Linked DNA regions of Mus musculus: region 1 is linked to region 2. Evidence: chromatin contacts called from public Hi-C data. All regions are on one chromosome and are shown on one strand. Each heading gives the region's core, a stretch centred on a gene start, on an enhancer-like site or on the middle of the called end of the contact. The rest is flanking DNA. Distances are from core to core; before and after follow the strand shown.

What was found. A called contact is a pair of places that touch in the nucleus more often than the background predicts.
Region 1: a contact with region 2 is called in a Hi-C map of embryonic cerebral cortex, with 6 times the contacts expected there. The contact joins two enhancer-like sites. A contact is called at or near these places in 17 of 484 Hi-C or Micro-C datasets (cerebellar granule neurons, cerebellum, cerebral cortex and 7 more) and 3 of 115 datasets of contacts at active chromatin or transcription factors (astrocytes, embryonic forebrain and neural progenitor cells).

The regions. Positions count from the first base shown.
Region 1 is chr2:101,170,962-101,174,453 of GRCm38.p6, forward strand. No RefSeq gene overlaps it. Among named protein-coding and RNA genes, the nearest start is that of Gm39886, 290 kb to the right of the region's middle. Within about 2 kb of position 1,335, at least 24 of the 459 cell types and tissues checked have an H3K27ac peak or open chromatin away from gene starts, as enhancers often do. A contact at or near this core is called in embryonic cerebral cortex, where this site is marked.
Region 2 is chr2:97,476,989-97,480,333 of GRCm38.p6, forward strand. The region is part of intron 6 of Lrrc4c (leucine rich repeat containing 4C); the gene reads left to right. Among named protein-coding and RNA genes, the nearest start is that of Gm22313, 240 kb to the left of the region's middle. Within about 2 kb of position 1,368, at least 69 of the 459 cell types and tissues checked have an H3K27ac peak or open chromatin away from gene starts, as enhancers often do. A contact at or near this core is called in embryonic cerebral cortex, where this site is marked.

The DNA of each region.
Region 1 (3,492 bases), core at 85-2,584, 3.7 Mb after region 2:
AGAGCTAAAATTGGGCTTAAAAGAGATAGAAATGGTAATTTACAGAAACAGTGTTTGCAGCATGCTAATACTGAGACCATCCATGTGAATTATTCTGAAATGAACAAAACGAAATGCCTTTATACATTTCTCTACATTATTTGTCCTACTCGTGTATAACAACTCAATTCCCAGCTAAAATTGTCAAGGTTCAACCTTTCAGAAGCCTCACACTGCAACCCTCAAAACTAATTGCTTATAGGTAAACTAATGATAAAAGATATCATTTAATCCATTAAATCTACATGGATATCTGTGAATATCCTTGATATTGTGATCACATTTGGCTCTGAAGCCAACCCTCCAAAAGCAGTGCTAATATCACTACTTTATAGAGGAAGACACTGTACAACAAAAAACACTCTATCACATCCCACAGACAAAGTACAAAGATGGCTCAGTCCCAAGCTTGCATTATAAATAGAGCACAGAAGAAGGATTCGAAGAACAATGGTATTGTGACCAGCTTCATTTCTATGATTTGGTTCATTTCCTCATTAAACCTGTCTTGGGATTTGAAATAATGTCATAAAAACATTCTCAGCTGGAAGAAATGAAATGATGGATTTTAATAAAAAGCAGTTGCACATCATTAGTTATTGCATTTATTTATGAACACCACAAGGGACATATTATTTTTTTTTTGAAATCTTCAGAAAGCCTGCAAGACATGTATACCAGAGAGGAGACAAGTAATTTAAATCCCAGACCTTGCATTAGAAGCATCACTTCCTTGTCCTGCATGGGTTGGTCTGAACACCTGGACCTTGGGTAATGCAGAATGTGATAAAACAGAAGCCACAGACACTGAAGAAATGGCAAATTCACATACAGAAAAGCTGAGGTGAAGTAAAGTACTATAGAAATACTGGGAACTCTCCAAATATTCAACATTAAGTGACCCTTAAATTCTGTCCCTAACTTAAAAGCTTGAATCTGACCTAACTTGGTTCACAGTAAGAGCACATTTAAAAAAAAAAAAAGTCTACTCAATTTTTAGATAAGTACTAATATTATATTGCCTATTAACCCTTTCCTTTCTTCTGGCTGACCCACAGGCCCTGCTCCCCACTTTCCTGACACTAACTCTATCCTTAGATGGTTCCTTAGGTGTCATGGTTTTCTTTGATCTCTTGGTTAAGTGACAAGGAAAATATATAACAAAATTAAAACCTTGAATGGACAAGAAAATGCGAAACAGAGACCCAGTGTCAAAGTCAGCCCAGGAGGCAACTAAGGAGCTGTGTGATGTCCAAGTCATTAGTTGGATATCAAAGGGCCAGATGTCAAAAGTTCTATGGAGTGTGTGAAGAGCGCAGAGGCTAACAGAGCAAAGAAGCCACAGGAAAGGACTGTTCACAGAGGAGACTCTGACAAAACCAAAATTTTGGCAGGTGGTTTTTAAATGAATAACAATAACATAACAGCAAATGTTGTTCGTTAAGTGCCTCTCTTAGATGTCAGTGATGGTTAGGCCTTCCATAAACTTAAGTGATTTAACCCCTTTGTTAGTTCTATGGAAGGGGAATTTCCATAAGTTAGAAGTAAGATCATGAAATTCAGACAGCCAAAGACACTTGGCCAAGGTCACATAGCTATTAAATGAGAAATTAATTCCAGTCCTGTTGACTTGAAAGACAACTATAACTAATGCCCCACAAAAATCTTCTGCCTGTATTCTTCTATATTCTTCTCTTCTTATCATCAACAACGTGTTGTGGTTCTTTTTAAATAGCATCTGAGGCTTTTTTTTTTTCCCCAACAGTGCTGCTGCCCATTTTAAGGGCTAAAAACCCTTCACCTTAGATCGATTGTTTAACCTAGTCACATTGACAACTGCATGGTTGTTGTGAGCTTTGTTTGTTTTCACGTTCATTCACTTGTTCAATGGCTAAACCCCAATCCATCTTCACGCTAACAAATGCCACTTTCTCAGTGCGATGGATTGTTCCCACTTCCCACGTGCTGGCTCCCTTCAGGATCCTTTCAGTGTGTTATTTCTGGATCAGTTGTTCACTATGACAGTCTATAAAGACTCAGAGTGTCCACCAGCTGCCTGCCAGATGGCTTAACTCTAGCAAATGGCCACTGATCTTTAGGCAACTAAGGAGTGGCTGGGTTCTTTTGCTTAATTCAGAAACTTCGGCAAATCCTGTGCAAGCAAGAATTCAGCTCCTCTCTAGGCAATGCTAAAGTTTTAACAATAAAAATAATATGCAGCATTCTCACGTGTTCCTGAGTTGTTCCAATGACATAAGCACCTTAGGGAAACATCACTTATTCTTCACAGCAGCTCAGTATAGTTTGTATTATATTAAAGGGAAGGAGCTAAATCATAAAAAAAAAAGAAATTAAGTGCCTCAACTCTGTACAACTAGAAAATATTAAGGTAGGGGATTTGAACTCTGAGAATTCTATTTCAGTTTCTGTTACCTTCATGCTGTGGTAACAGAATTTTTAGATTGTATTTCTTATTCTTTATTCCTTTGTACCCCCCAAAGAAAGGCAAGAAGCAAGTGAATAAAAGCAAAAGGTCTCACACAGAAGCCTTGTCAATAATGTTTTGTTCACACTAGGAAAGGAAACAACAGTAGCACCCAGCCCTTCTATGATATCTGGCCATGTGAGCTCATGACAACCCTATGACACTATGTATTTATTGCTGCCAATTAAAAGAGGAAGAGGTTTGAGGATTTAGCTCAGGGTTTGACAAATGGCCTAGCCTATGCAGTGTTCTGAACTCCATCTTCACAATGACTGCCAAGAAGAGAGAGAAGGGGACAGGGAGGCAAGAAGGGAGAGAGAAATGGTTATATTTCAAGATGTCTCGTGCCAAGATGTCAGAGGATAAAAGCAGAGACTATGAGATATCCCTGACAATGTTGCTACATAGCAAAACACATCAAGGCTTACTCCCCTAAAGCAACCATCCTTTAATTATCTCATATTATTAAGCTCCACATGTGGGCTCAGTTTGGTTAGCAAGTTCGTCTGTTCTCCTTGGGATCCTTTATACATCTGAGGTCTGCAGTGGTGCATGGTGGCAATTTTAGCCGACTTTCACTGGACTGTCATTTGGGGAGATGAAATAGACTAGCCAAGCTGATTCAGCTCCATTTCATATGGTAAAGACAGGATCTTGACTGAGTCCATAGATATATGTCACTGTGTCTCCTTCTAGCCTTTTCTAATGGTCAAACCAAGTCATGATATCCACTCTAATGGAGGGTTGAAAAATATTTTAGGAACAAAAAAGAAAACACATTATAAAGGGTGTAGAAGGGTGTAAACGGCCATTTGTTTATTTTCTAACCAGCTACCAACAAGTCAAATCGATTTCTGACTAGCTTTCAAGTCTTCCCTCCAACTCAGAATGCAAATCTGCATATGTATAAATGCCACATTCAGAAAATACATTTACACATTTCTCTGTCACCTCTTTGTGGCTTTCAC
Region 2 (3,345 bases), core at 118-2,617:
TTTCACATTATATCAAGAACAGCTTTTACTGAACCCAGTTGTTTTGATCTTATGCTTTGAAATGATGTCTTCTCCTTTCTTGCAAAAACAACTCCAAACAAACAAACAAACAAACAACACCAGAAATAACATAAAACAAAAAACCAACAGAATAAACTAATTTAGGTGAAGGATAATGCTAAGGGAAGATCAAACTGAGTTATGTTTGAATTTTATTCTTCAATCTTTAGTAATGAATGTCTTGACTATTTGAAATATTAATGTTTTGTTAAATATTCACTGAAATGTTTTCTACTCATTTTAGATATCTTCTACTTAGAAATTAGGAATAGTCGTAATTTTTTTAGTAGATAAAAGTACGTTGATAGTGATTTTTACAGTGTTTAGAACATCTCACTTTTCCTTTTCATCTTATGAACAAGTTTTTTATCTCAAGATTTCCAATACAGCTGCATATTCTCTACTAGCTAACGAGATAATGCCTGAGGAGCTGAGAATGGGAAGGTGCCAGGGAGGACTTACTTGGGAGAGTCAGTGCTGAATCTGGTGATTCCTTCTTGCCAAACTAAAGTTGCCAGGAGCACACTGTTTCCTTGAGAGTAGCTCATCTGTTCAATCTCACCGATCTTGAAGAAGTAATAATAAGAAATGCAAAGGGAAAGCAATTATTAAAGTGGATATGGTATTGCATAAGGGTTCACAGATTTAGAATGGGAAGATCATCTGTCTTTGGACAACTAATATACTTTCATAATTATTAGCCTCATCTATTCCTGTACATATAGCCTAAGCCATTTTGATTGAGATCTTATTATGAATGCATATGTTTATTTGCATGTTTTGGTTACTAAATCAAGAACCCACTGTAAAATATTAAGACATTTATTCTCATGACAAAGGATGTGTGTTGTTTAATGATAGCTTGGTACTGAGGTGTAGATTTCAGTAATTAAGACAAAGATTCTAAGAAAGCTTTGGGACCTTTGGAAGCGTAAAGAATTCTTTCTCCTGAATTTTTGCAGCCAGATCTCAGATGTGCAGACTTTTCACAATCTTTGGTTGATAGTATAAAAAAATGAGGGAAGGAGAGAGAGAGTGGATAAACCTGACCTGCTGTTATAATGCAATAGAGAGAATGTTACTTGTTTATTGGCTAATCCCTAGAGAGACTCACTTAATCTAGAATCAGCATTCTAATGGATTGTGAGGGAACTTGGGTTGGGTGCCTCTCAAAGTCAGAAGCCACCCAAAAAGAGTTAACATCTATGAAATGGTGCTCCGGAAGGCAAGAATGGAGCTATGAAGGCTTTCTCTGTATTGTTTGAACGTTGCCATGGCAATCGTTTCCAGCAGAAGTTACATGTTTTCAATTCCCCAAAGCATCAAGCAGGCATTCCCTCTCACCCATTCTCCATCCGTGCCTGTGAGCCTTCATTCAAGCCATTGCCTTCTTCTCTGTCTGTCTTCTCTCTTGTCCTCACTTCTCTCAAGTTATCCCCCATTAATAACAAAAGTGTCCCTACCCTAAGGGGTCACTTGTGGCAGAAAGTAATTCAGGCATATAGTACTCTACTCGATCCATTTTCCTGTTTCCCCCCTTCTGTTTACGTATTAAAGACCTAATTAGACTGAAGCTGTGGATAGAAGCCGGGTTCGGCTTTCCCTTGTTGGTAGGACACAGAACATATTATAATGGTTGGTGTTGTGGTGATATGTTAATTGGATCGCTCCAGGCAAGTGCAGAGCAGCCGTCTCTGACAATTAGAAAGAACAATGGCTTTACTATGAAGCAGCTCCCTCTCTGAATCAGTGCAGGGATTAGCATGCACTGCAAGTCTCTAGAAGGTTCCTGTATACCCAAGACAGATCTGCAGTTAGAAATGCATCCTGTCCCTTTAAGCAAGAATGCTGCTGCCTTTCACTTAGCTTATTTTCCTGGCATGGGACAAGAAGTGAGGGTAGATCTGGCTAGGTGAGCTGCAGAGGAAACCCTACCCTGTTGAAGACCTAAACCCTAGGATATATCGTGAGGATATTAGCACGGTCTCTTTGCCTGCTTAATGCACGTGGCTGGTGAATTGTGAAATGGGTCTCATTAGAGCCTTTCATATCCTGGAATGTGCCAAAGTGCATTGCAGGCACAGCGCCATCACTTTGGGTCCAGCCCTGCTGTTCTTCACAGCAGCCAAGAAGGGACAGAGGCTCTGTCTGTATTAAAGGCCTCAGTCTCATTCCCCTCTGTCTACTGTTCATTGTAAGGCTCCTGTGGCCCTTTCAGCCCAGTCAGGGATGAGGCACAGCACATTCCCTAGGTGTTTGTGGAGAAGAAATGTGAAAGATTCTAAGTATCACTGTGGAGTTTAAGGCAGCCATTGGAGGCTGCTACCTACATAACCCCCCACTCCCAGGATGCCTTTAGGGTTGCACTTGTTTTGCTTTGTTTTTGTTTTTGTTTGCTTGCTTGTTTAATTGTTTTCCTGAAAATATTTCCAGATACTCACCTGAAAGAAAGTATGGGTAGACTGTCCTAACTAAGCCACATTGTATTATTAGATACAAAAACTCTTTGCTTTCCCCCACTAGCTTGACATACTAAGGGTTTTGGAATGAACCTATATATCCCAGAATATAGCCCCATCTGTATTATGAGCTACCATACATTGAATATTATGTATCTCAGTTGCTTGGTGTTAATTAAAATACAACATGATTCTAAAAAGTCCATAATATAAAGGCATAAATAAATCTCAGAACCAAGTTTAGACAAGCCTCATGTTACTGGTTCAGCACACTCTTCGTTCTTAACCCCAAATTTCTCAACTATATTATGGGAATAACTATAGTATGGGTGATGAGGATACAATTGAAAATATGCATTAAATGCATTTATCAGGGTTTTTTTTTAAGATTTTTTATTTATTATTATATGTAAGTACACTGTAGCTGTCTTCAGACTCCCCAGAAGAGGGAGTCAGATCTTGTTACGGATGGTTGTGAGCCACCATGTGGTTGCTGGGATTTGAACTCTGGACCTTCGGAAGAGCAGTCGGGTGCTCTTACCCACTGAGCCATCTCACCAGCCCCAGGGTTTTTTTTTTTTTGTTTGTTTTTTTGTTTTTTTTTTTTTATATACTTCTAAATGTTTGTTAAAGGATTTGTCTCCTACTGCCCCCTTTCTTCTTGGATTTTTAGACAGGGTTTCATTATATAGTGCTGGTTGGCTTAGAACTTAATATGTAGATGTCCCAGGACTCTAAATGGCAATGAGGTAATCTTCCTATATCTGCTTCCAAGTGGTGAAACTACATACATGATCACAATCCCTCCCAAATTATGTTTTCTTAT